Linked DNA regions of Zea mays: regions 1, 2 and 4 are each linked to region 3. The links are chromatin contacts, called in public Hi-C maps. All regions are on one chromosome and are shown on one strand. The core of a region is the stretch at or near the end of the contact, and the rest is flanking DNA. Distances in the headings are between cores, read along the strand shown.

The links. Hi-C and Micro-C count contacts between places; a contact is called where the count stands out from the background.
Region 1: a contact with region 3 is called in a Hi-C map of leaf, with 3 times the contacts expected there. The contact joins the promoter of LOC100279241 here to the promoter of LOC100283774 in region 3. A contact is called at or near these places in 5 of 25 Hi-C or Micro-C datasets (bundle sheath, ear, leaf and 1 more).
Region 2: a Hi-C map of tassel shows a contact between it and region 3, with 2.4 times the contacts expected there. The contact joins the promoter of LOC100194164 here to the promoter of LOC100283774 in region 3. A contact is called at or near these places in 2 of 25 Hi-C or Micro-C datasets (ear and tassel).
Region 4: a Hi-C map of leaf shows a contact between it and region 3, with 6 times the contacts expected there. The contact joins the promoter of LOC103649801 here to the promoter of LOC100283774 in region 3. A contact is called at or near these places in 2 of 25 Hi-C or Micro-C datasets (endosperm and leaf).

What each region holds. Positions count from the first base shown.
Region 1 is chr3:19,793,206-19,795,905 of Zm-B73-REFERENCE-NAM-5.0, forward strand. It overlaps LOC100279241, which reads left to right and starts at 1,354. Exons shown (of 9, transcript NM_001152262.2): 1 at 1,354-1,549; 2 at 1,689-2,700. The coding sequence starts at 1,471.
Region 2 is chr3:19,979,736-19,982,435 of Zm-B73-REFERENCE-NAM-5.0, forward strand. It overlaps LOC100194164 (DUF789 family protein), which reads right to left and starts at 1,339. Exons shown (of 5, transcript NM_001139214.1): 1 at 1,108-1,339; 2 at 429-655. The coding sequence starts at 1,227.
Region 3 is chr3:19,482,034-19,484,733 of Zm-B73-REFERENCE-NAM-5.0, forward strand. It overlaps LOC100283774 (vacuolar sorting protein 4b), which reads left to right and starts at 1,312. Exons shown (of 8, transcript NM_001412581.1): 1 at 1,312-2,017. The coding sequence starts at 1,540.
Region 4 is chr3:19,956,095-19,958,794 of Zm-B73-REFERENCE-NAM-5.0, forward strand. It overlaps LOC103649801 (leucine-rich repeat extensin-like protein 2), which reads left to right and starts at 1,351. Exons shown (of 2, transcript XM_008675513.4): 1 at 1,351-2,700. The coding sequence starts at 1,638.

The DNA.
Region 1 (2,700 bases), core at 104-2,603, 310 kb after region 3:
ATTTTAGAGGAGACTGTAAAAGACGAATATAGAGGATTGATATAGACGACGTTGGCATGAATGCACGTCACGGGTCGGCGAAGTCCTCTAGGACACAATTTGCTCGGTGTGACGCCCTGAAGTCAGACTTGGGAGAAAGAAGTGGGCACACTTGAGTGAAGGCTTAAGCTAGTAAGCCCCGTTTGATTCGTTTAGTTTGAGGCTAAAGTTTAGTTAAGAGATTAAAATTTAGTCTCTATATTTTGTAGTTATAGGGACTAAAAGTACTCAAAACATATTAAATGAACCATAAGATGATTAAAATATTCTTAAACATTCTTCCACAGTTAGTGCAACTGAAATAATATAGGGGTAAAAGTAGAATTTATATGATCTAGTTTCTTTTAGTCACTTCTCAAGGACTAGAGACTAAAACAATTTACTTCCTACTTTAATCCTTAGAGACTAAATGAGACTGGTGGCCGGTGGGGTTGGTTTGGTTGACGCTTGACGCGCGGCACGAACAAGAACATCTCCCCCGCATCACTGCGCACGTCGCGGCTAATTCTCGGACGCGGCGAAGGCGAACGGTCCGAGAGGGCAAAAGAAAGCAGTAGTAACGCGCCAGCCGCTGCTCTGCTTCGGCTGCTGGGTTATTACTATGAGTCTATGACTATGACTGCCAAGTGCCAACCACGGACACTACTGTGTTTTTTGACTGTTTGGGTGCGGGCGTCACGGTTGTGGACCGGTGGTTTGTGGTTCTCGTGACACGGCCGACGTCGAGATCTACTTGCGTTGCGTTGCGTTGCGTGGGCCAAATCCCTCGTGTGTCCGTCGCCGCTCCAATTATTTCGGCTAATCGCTCTGTCCCCCACCCACATCCACCGCAACCGCAAGCCCAGCTGTTATTATACGGTGAAAGATGCTGATGGCAGTGATTCTTCACCACCTCCGCTTCCGCTTGGTATTTTCTTGTTTTTATTTTTTTATTTTTACAGCACTCTGCTCACCAGCTCACGTGAGCTCTCCATGCATGCAAAGCAATGCAAAAAGCTGGCTGATTACACTTGATCCTGATCCAGCCAGAGAGCTGAGACCGGGGACGGGAGGAGAGGATCGACAAGGGAGAGCGAGCGGGCTGATTAGCGCATCAAAAAAAGCTGGCTCAGATTCGCGACACCCATGGTTCTTCAATGTCACCGCATCGCCTCCCTGTCTGTCCGCTTCCGCCGCGCCCGATTCCTTCCCCGATCCCGCACGGCCGTCCGATCACGGATCATCGTACGGGTACGGCGTACGCCATCAGGTTCCAGCGTTCTTCCCCCCGCTTCACCTTGTCCCCTTCCCTTCCCCACCACTATTCCTCCACCACCTCCATCCGCCACTCTAAAGTCTCCAAGCTTCCCCACTCCACCGCAGCGAAGAAATTTCTCTACCCCCGCAACCCCCCTAAAATCCTCGTCGCTACGACAGGGGATCCCTCCCCCAATGCGGCTGCTCCCGCTCCTCCTGCTCCTCCTCGCCGGCGCCGGCGCCCGCGCCTCCGACGACCCCTTCCTCTCCGGCGGTAGGCGCTCCCTAGCTCGGCCCCTCCTCCCCCTTACATAATACAAGTTTTTTCGTTCGATTCGCGGCTGCAATGCAGACGGCGCGAGCGAGTGCTAACGCCGTGTGGTCTCCTCCGTCTCTCCCCGGGCCGGGCGCAGCGGCGAACCACAGCTACAACATCGACTGCGGCGGCGCGGCGGACTTCACCTCGGCCTTGGGGCGCCGGTGGCTCGCCGACCGGTTCTTCTCCGCGGGCGGGGCCGCCGGCATGGTGGCGGAGCCGCACCGCTTCCCGCAGCCGCAGGAGCGCACGCTCCGCTTCTTCCCGCCCTCCTCGGCCGGCAAGTCCTCCTGCTACTCGCTCCCGCTTCCCCCCGGCCGCTACTACCTCCGCCTCTTCTCCGTCTACGACAACTACGACTCCAAGCTGCGCACGCCCTCCTTCGACGTCTCCGCCGCCGCCACGCTCGTGCTCTCCTTCCGCTCGCCCTGGCCCGAGCCCGCCGCGCGCTACGGGGCCTACTCCGACCTCATCTTCCCCTCCGCCACCGAGCCCGCCTCCGACCTCTGCTTCTACTCGCTCTCCACCGACGCGCCCGCCGTCGCCTCCATCGAGGTCTCCCCCGTCCACCCGCTCGCCTACGACGGCGCCACCACCGGCGCCGACCTCGTCCTCGTCAACTACGGCCGCGTCACCTGCGGGAACAGCCTCTTCGGCCCCGGATTCACCAGGGACGCCGACGCCTTCTCGCGGGTGTGGCAGGCGGACGTCGATTTCCGGAACAACGACCTCAGCTACGACGCCATCACTGCGGGCGGGAGGAAGGTCTTTGGCAGCAACCAGCCGCCCAACTACTTCCCCACCAAGCTGTACGAGTCGGCGGTCACCACGGGCGGTGACGCCGCCAATGAGATCGAGTACCTCATGCCGGTCGACACGAGGCTGTCCTACATGGTCTGGCTCCATTTCGCCGAGATCGATGCTGGGATCGGCTCACCTGGCCAGAGGGTGTTCGACGTAGTGCTGGCTGGGGAGAACGTCACGAGGATCGACATCTTCAAGCAGGTCGGAGGCTTCACGGCGTTCAAGTGGACCTACATTGTCAAGAATCTGACAAGCTCGACGTTGAGCGTCAGGCTTGTGCCAGTGGTGGGACGGCCGATTCTGTG
Region 2 (2,700 bases), core at 89-2,588, 500 kb after region 3:
TTGAATTGACTCTGAACTGCTTCTTCAAAAAAAAATGACTCTAAACTTAGGGGGTGTTTGGTTACTCCTGCTAAAGTTTAGCCCGGGTCACATCAAGCGTTTGACTTTTAAATAGGAGTATGAAATATAGACGCAACCAACTGGACTAGATTCGTCTCGTCTTTTAATCTTCGGCTGACAAATTAGTTTTATAATCCGACTATATTTAATACCCGGAACGGAGGTTCAAACATTCGATGGGACAGGGGCTAAATTTTAGTTTGGGGTAACCAAACACCCCCTTAGTCTAAGAATAGCTCTACCAACTACTTGCAGCTTACCTTCCGTTCATCAGAACATGTTTGCAACGAGAGGTCAGGTTCGTGCCGTGCGAAATGGAACACGGGGGAATCTTAACAACAAGCAAAAAATAAAAAAAAGTGTATTACCTCGAAGGGCCGATGTGCCTTCTGAGGGCTCCGTAAAGCTGGATTGCAGACAGGTAGGGGACGTAGTACTGAACGACGCCGTCGCTGCAGCCGTTCAGAGCAAGGGGCACAGCGGTGCCGTACGCGCTGCACTCCTTGAACGAGTCCCAGAGGTCGCCCAGAGCGAAGAACGGCGACGAGCCGTCTGCGTCGTCTGACTGCCGCTGCCCCCAACCGTTCGCGGTCTCCTGTAACGACACACGAGGTTCCAAACCAGACGCAGCATCAGAGAATTGGAATGGCACGGACAGTCTGAAATTCACAACAGAAGCTGGAAACGAAACCTCTCTCTCTCTCTCTCTCTCTCTCTCTCTCTCTCTCTCTCCCTGTTCAGGAGATGTGGTTCAGAACCGTCCAGAAGTTTTTTCAAACCACTCAAAGTATGGGCCAAATTTCCTAAAATCTTGTTGTGTTTCTACGAGTTACAGAAAAAGACTAGCAATACTCTGTTTTGTTATTCGATCGCTACATTTCTTTGCTTTACGATGTGGGGGCAAAAAATAGTTTCCGCGATCTTTTCAACTAGAAAGCAAAGGAGGCTATTACTGTCTCGCACACCAAGGCGTATCGGTCTCAAGAAAACATACAGGTTGAATCAAGAAAGCCAGGCAAAGTGAAAAACCGTATCATCTCCCATTACCTTGGACGAGCAGCTGGAGGACGCAACGACGGGCGTGGTGGCCTCGAGGAACCGCTCCAGGTTACACCGTCTCGCCGGAGCATCGCCGGCGGCGAACCTCGGGCCGAAACCTGCCGCCATGTGTCCTGTCTCTTCTTCTTCTGCTGGCGCTTGGAAACCGAGGCTAGGTGGGGGGATCTCTTCTCCTCCTCCTCCTCCTCGAGTTGGTGGATGTTACAGGGCGGTCCCAGAGCAGTTCAATGACGAGCTGACACAGCTAATCTTTGCTATTAATAAGGCCAGTGGCTTCCCAAAGTGGCGCGCCTGCGCTGGAGGCTGGGGCTGGAGCTGGAGCCGGAGCGGAAAAAAAAAACCCGCGCGTGTCGAGCCGGGCGGGTACGTGGACGGCGTGGATAGAGCTGGCATGGCACTGCACTGCACCGCACCTGCACCGGCCTGCCTGAATCTGGGCGGTGGAGCAGGACATGGGCGGTGGCGCTCCGTGGCCGTGGCCCGTGGGCTTAGTTTATGCGCCCGTGACGTAGGAAGCGGGAGCCCAACACCGGGCCCACCCGTGGCTGTCACGCTTTTGTCACCACCACCCTCGCCGCGATTTTCTGGTCAGATCAAAGAATACATATGCGTTTGGACGGTTTGCCCTTGAATATGACTCCACAGTCTCCACTCCACTGCTCTATAAGATTACAAGCTTGTAAACAATTTATGGAATGACTTTATTTTTCCAAGAATAAGTGCATGGCAGTCGTTAAGATATGCTAATTTATTATATCGAACGTTTGATATCGTTGCAACGAATGAATAATTCATGGACTCTCTTGATAAGCTTGGAAACTATAGGATTTGCTATAGACAAGAAATCGGCGTGTGGACGAGGACCCACGTGCATCAGCTGATTAGGATCCCTGCTCTCATAATAAAGTATCAGTTTGGAGTTAAATTGTACACTTGACATGCTTTTTAAATTTGATAGAAATTAGTTAGACTATTCTTGGGTTGGTTTGGTTAACAGTGAATTGGAGAGGATCTATGAGGAGGAATCCACTCGCTTAATACTAGTTTGGAAGCCATAAAACTGGAGGGGATTGAAGGGGCTAGATTCCCCTTCTTATTCATTTTTGAATAAGAAGGGAAATATAGCCCCTCTAATCCCTTCCAGTTTTCTCGCTCACTAGTCCTTAGCGAGTGGATTCCTCCCAGGGATCCCCTCCAATTCACTGGTCACCAAATTAGCTCAATTTCAGATAGGGATGGCAATTCTGCCCGCGGACACGGGTATCCGCGGGTTTCGTACCCGATGGGCATGGATACGGGTACAGAATCCCACCGACGGGTAAGAGTTCTTGCCCACGGGTATTGTTTGGGCATAACCTTTCGCCCGCGGGTAAGACCCACTACCCATTTAATTTGGCAACCGACGTCCATCCATACACACTACCTTCCGTAAACTCCTAGGCCCTAGCGCACTTAGCCCTAAGACACTATCTTTATTTCACGATTTGGTTCTTCCTCTGTCCTGTCCTCTCTTGCTTGTGAGTGATCTTATATCAATTTGAGTTGGCTCTCAAAGTTACTCCGCAATCGATTGAGCAACTC
Region 3 (2,700 bases), core at 62-2,561:
ATTGAGAGGATTAAAATCACTCACTATTTAAAATTGAATAGTGGAGAATTCTAGCCCTCCGAATCCCCTACATTATCCTTGCTTTCAAATAAGCTCTAAGTAAATATTTGGATCCATCAACTATTTTTTGGTCTGTGTCACATCAAATACTTGGATATTATACTATCTCCAACAAATTTTCTATTTCACTCCTTATCTCACTCACTATTTTAAACTCCTCTCTGCAAGCAATTCATCTACAATACAAAATAGTGTTATACATGCTTCATACACGACGTTGTTGGAGTTGATGAAACACTAAATATGAAACATTAAATATTAACTAATTACAAAACAAATTATAAATATGCAGAATAAACGATAAGACAAGCATATTAAGCCTAGTTCGACCCGTCCATGTGATGCTACAATAAACTTTTGCTAACTATAGACTGATTAAGCTTAACAATTTTGTCTGACTGATTAGTTTACAAATGTTTGATATTTTTGTAATTAGACTATATTTAATATTCGTAACTAATATTTAAACATTTGATATGACACAAACTAAATTATAGTCAGGAGAACCAAATAACCCTAAAGTTTAGTAGTGAGTGCCATATTAAATGGTTGAACGTTAATCATCAGTATAGTCTAATTACAAAACTAATATACAATTGAAGACTAAATGATGAGACAAATTTATTAAGTCTAATTAATTTATAATTAACAAATACTTACTGCAGCATCACATGAATGAATCATGGACTAATTAAGTTTAATAGATTTGTCTTACTGTTTAATCTTTATCTATGTAATTAGTTCTATAATTAAATTATATTTAATACTTCTATTTAGTGTTCAACATCATATCCAAACGGGTAGGGCATCTCCAACCACGCCTTAAATGCTCTATCTTAAAATATATATCTCAACTTATAAAAATAGCTCCAATAATTTTATATTTTATAAATATTTATAAAAAATATAGAACACACTATGAAGTGATCTACATATATATCACACCCTATATTAGTGTCATATCCTTGTTTTTATATCATTTTTAATATTTTATTTTCTAATAATATTGTTTACTTACTAAATTATATGATATAGGGATTAATTATTGGAGATTAATTTATTTTTAGTGCCCTAAATAATTTAAATAATACAATATTTTATTTTTGAGCACTATTTTGTAGGTGTTTTTAGAAAACCAAAAAACAGAAGGACCTAAGTCAAAATCGTCATTCGTCAACAGCTTTCTATTTTCTTCGTAATGCTAACAAACCCAATAAAAAATAAAAATCGCAGCCAAAAACACGCTTCTCCCTTCCCATCTTTTCCTTTCCCCTCCTCCCTCCTCGGCTCGTCTCTGTTCCCCTTTCCCTCCTGCGCACCCCGTCTTCTCCTCCCCGCGTCAAACCCCAGCACAAAAAGCAACCGCCCGCCGCCTCCTCGCTCCTCTCCCGAATCAGCCGTCGAGGTGCCTAATCCGGCCGATCCCCCCTCCGATCCGCGGGTGCCCGCCGCAGAGGCGGCGCCTCCGGGCCTCCCCCGATGTATAGCAACTTCAAGGAGCAGGCGATCGAGTACGTCAAGCAGGCGGTCCAGGAGGACAATGCCGGCAACTACGTCAAGGCGTTCCCTCTCTACATGAACGCGCTCGAGTACTTCAAAACCCACCTCAAGTACGAGAAGAACCCCAAGATCAAGGAGGCCATCACCGCCAAGTTCACCGAGTACCTCCGCCGCGCCGAGGAGATCCGGGCGGTCCTCGATGAGGGCGGCGCAGGGCCTGGGGCCAACGGTGGCGACGCAGCTGTCGCCACGCGCCCCAAGACCAAGGGCAAGGACGGGGACGGAGGCAACGGAGGGGATGACTCCGAGCAGTCCAAGCTGAGGGCGGGGCTCAACTCCGCCATCATCACCGAGAAGCCCAACATTAAGTGGAACGACGTTGCCGGCCTCGAGAGCGCCAAGCAGGCACTGCAGGAGGCCGTTATATTGCCCGTCAAGTTCCCGCAGTTCTTCACGGGTGAGCGACGGTACCTAAAAGCGTTATCTTTTCCCCCTTTATTAAGCTTTGATCCTGATAAAAGTTTGGCGATTGAAATTGATATGGGGTCACAAAAGGCTTTGCAGATCTTTATTATATTTATCAAATTGGATGGAGTGAGCTAGGGTTGATACAATTATCCATTGTTACTGTTAAGTAGTGAATACCATTGTTTTGGTCGATAGTGATTATTGAATATTTGGTTGATTGATAACTTCCATTTTCTAGATGATGATTTATATTGTTGGACAAGACCACTTCTAGGGACCATATGTTTGACAACTTACATGATTTTTCTTCTCAATCTTCCTCTAGAGCATCGCTGAGTGTTAAATAACATACACATAATATCAAATAAATTAACAGTACACCAAACATGAGAACAAACAACGTAAAAACATTCTACGCGATGCTACAAGAACGTGGGTTTGAGAACTACTAAATTCAGAGTTACGGTTAAAGAGGTATAGTTTTCGGAAGACATACATGATTGAATAATAAAAACTAGATTCTATGTGGATTAATGTAAATTATTTGAGAGAATATATTAAAGATATAACTAATTCAATTTTACTCTAAGTTACAACTTGAGCAGGGACCATATCCTAGTTTGGTTATAATTATGGATAGATTAAGAAAGATTAATCTACCAAAACGTAGGT
Region 4 (2,700 bases), core at 101-2,600, 470 kb after region 3:
AATACACATGGCCCAAGGGAACGAACCCACAACCTCTCAAGCAAATGCCAGCAGTAGCTTCCGCTACACTACATGTGTGGTTATGTCTACATCTATAACAAGAAACACATCTACTACATCTGTCCCCAAGCCCACCTGCTATCCTTGCACAATGCGTAATAGTAGATAAGTATCATCGAGATTCTTGAATTATATTTTTGGATGGAGAGAGTAGTATTTAAATAAGAGCCTTGCATGCAATTTCTTTTGTTTGAATAATGTTTTCAACTTAAATTGCTTTTTTGCATGCGTGACATTTATTCTTCGTAATATTTTTTTACATGGATCTGACTTATGAGTCATTTTTATAAACCAACGTCAAACATGAATCCATGTTTCTTACTTGAAAATCCCGAACAAACACCATTAGCAGGAGGCACTCGCGCTGGGGTCGCTCATCGACGACGAGAAGAAACTTGGCGACTGTCGGTTCGACCTCTAGAAACAGTCCTACGCGGCCGCATGTGCTGCTATGTACGACAAGCTCCGGCGCAACCGCCGCTTGGACGCGGTGCAGAGCGGCTGCTCTGCGCTGTCCATCGTCAAGCAAGGGACCTCATGGTCGTCGCCAACGTCGATGACTCTCGGGTTGTTCTGGGTACCGCATTTGACGACGACGTCATCACGTCGTCCAGCTCATCATCCACCTGAAGCCCAACCTGCACGTAAGTACTGACCGGCCATGAATTCTTGTACGCTGGGACGATGGCCGTTGTTGACGTTGTGTGAGTGTCCTCGAACATGATGTATGTAGAGGAGTAGCGCACCCGAGGTGCACTTCGTTTTACAGCCCAGCCAAGAGTCATTAGTACTCAGTTGTCGTGCGCGTTCGACGACTACTATATCGAGGACTGTGACGTCATCTTGGTGCCGGAGGTGACGCAGAGAAGGACCGACAATAATGACCAGTTCGTCATCCTCGCCATCGTTGGGGTAGCTTTTGTGCCGGCTTGTCTTTAATTCTCTTCGCAAACACACACTTGCCTTTTTGTTTAAGCAAAAGCGTATGGTGATACGTATCTGATGACTAACGATGTATGAGGGAATTTCTTCCAACATGTGTGGAACGTACTCTCCAATGATGAGACCATGCAAATCGTGACATATATCGAAGTTTACATGATACTGATGTTTGCAATATAGTGGTGAAACAGATAGATTAAATAACAAAATTTATATATGACCAAATTACAAATTAATTATGAAATATTTTCTTATAACGATATAACATATATATTATATATTTTGGTTGCAATGCACGGACACTCGGCTAATAAAGCCTTACAAACATGAGAGATAAAAAAGCAAACGAGAAGGAAGCGGCGCCGCCGCCGCCGCGAGAGGGGGAAGGCCGGAAGGGGCAGTGCGCCTAGATCACAGGCCGCAAAACTGCCTTCCGTAAACAATCGACATTTCCAGGCGCGGTCCCCACGACTCGTCCCCTCGTCCTTCCTTTTTCCTCGGTTCCCATCTGCTTTCTCCCTCATATATTCTGCTTTCCCCAAAATCTAAATAAAATCCCCACCCAGAAACCCACGGAGGAGACAAGCGTAGCCAGAGCAGCAAACCACCCCCCTTCCTCGCCCGTTCGCTTCCTCATGGAGCCGCTGCCGTCGGCGACGGCCGCCGGCGTGGGGGGGCCTGGGCCCGGGTACCCCGAGTCCACGGAGTCTTCTCCACGCAGCCGGGGTGGGGATTCGTGGGACGAGCCTTTCCCGTCCTCCGCGGCGGCGGCGGCCGCTGCTGCCGGCGGTGGGGGCCGGCTCCGCCTGATGTGCAGCTTCGGGGGACGGATCGTCCCGCGCCCGACCGATAAGTCGCTCTGCTACCTTGGCGGGGAGACCAGGATCGTGGCCGTGGACCGGCACGCTTCGCTCGCCGATGTCCACGCGCGCCTCTCGCGGTCGCTGCTGGGCGGCCGCCCCTTCACGCTCAAGTATCAGCTACCCAACGAGGACCTGGACTCCCTCATCTCCGTCTCTACGGACGAGGACCTCGACAACCTCGTCGACGAGTACGACCGCATCGCTGCGACCTCCTCCGGCGGAGGAACCTCGCGCACCTCCCGGATCCGCCTCTTCCTCTTCCCCGCCAAGCCCGAGTCCTCGTCCTCGCTCGGCTCCCTGCTCGACGACTCTTCAAAGTCCGAGAACTGGTTCGTCGACGCCCTCAACAGCGCCATCTCCGGCTCCCTCGACGGTATCCCGAGGGGAATCTCCACCGATTCAGCCTCCGTCAACTGCCTTCTCGGCCTCGAGGACGACTCCTCCGTGCACTCCCGTAGCGGAGTAACCAACTCGGCTCCCACGGAGGACCAGCGCGCCAGCCAGCCGAAGCTCCAGGCGGGCGCCGCCGCTGCCGCCGTCGGTACCGGGAGGCACCCGCACGACGTCCAGTCCGTGCCAGACTCGCCGATGCTGGATAAGAACTCCTCGTTCGGGTCTACCTCCTCGGCCCCGTCGCTATCGAATCTTCCGCCTATACGCGTGCGGCCGGAGGACCGCCCGTCGGACGCCCGCATCATGCAACCTACCGCCGTCGAGGACCACTTCGCGCAGATGGGAATCTCCGAGCAGCAGCTGCCCATGTATATACAAGCTCAACAGCAGGTGCCGATCCCTGCTATGACCGGCATGTCGCCATCTGAGGCGTCCAGCCGAA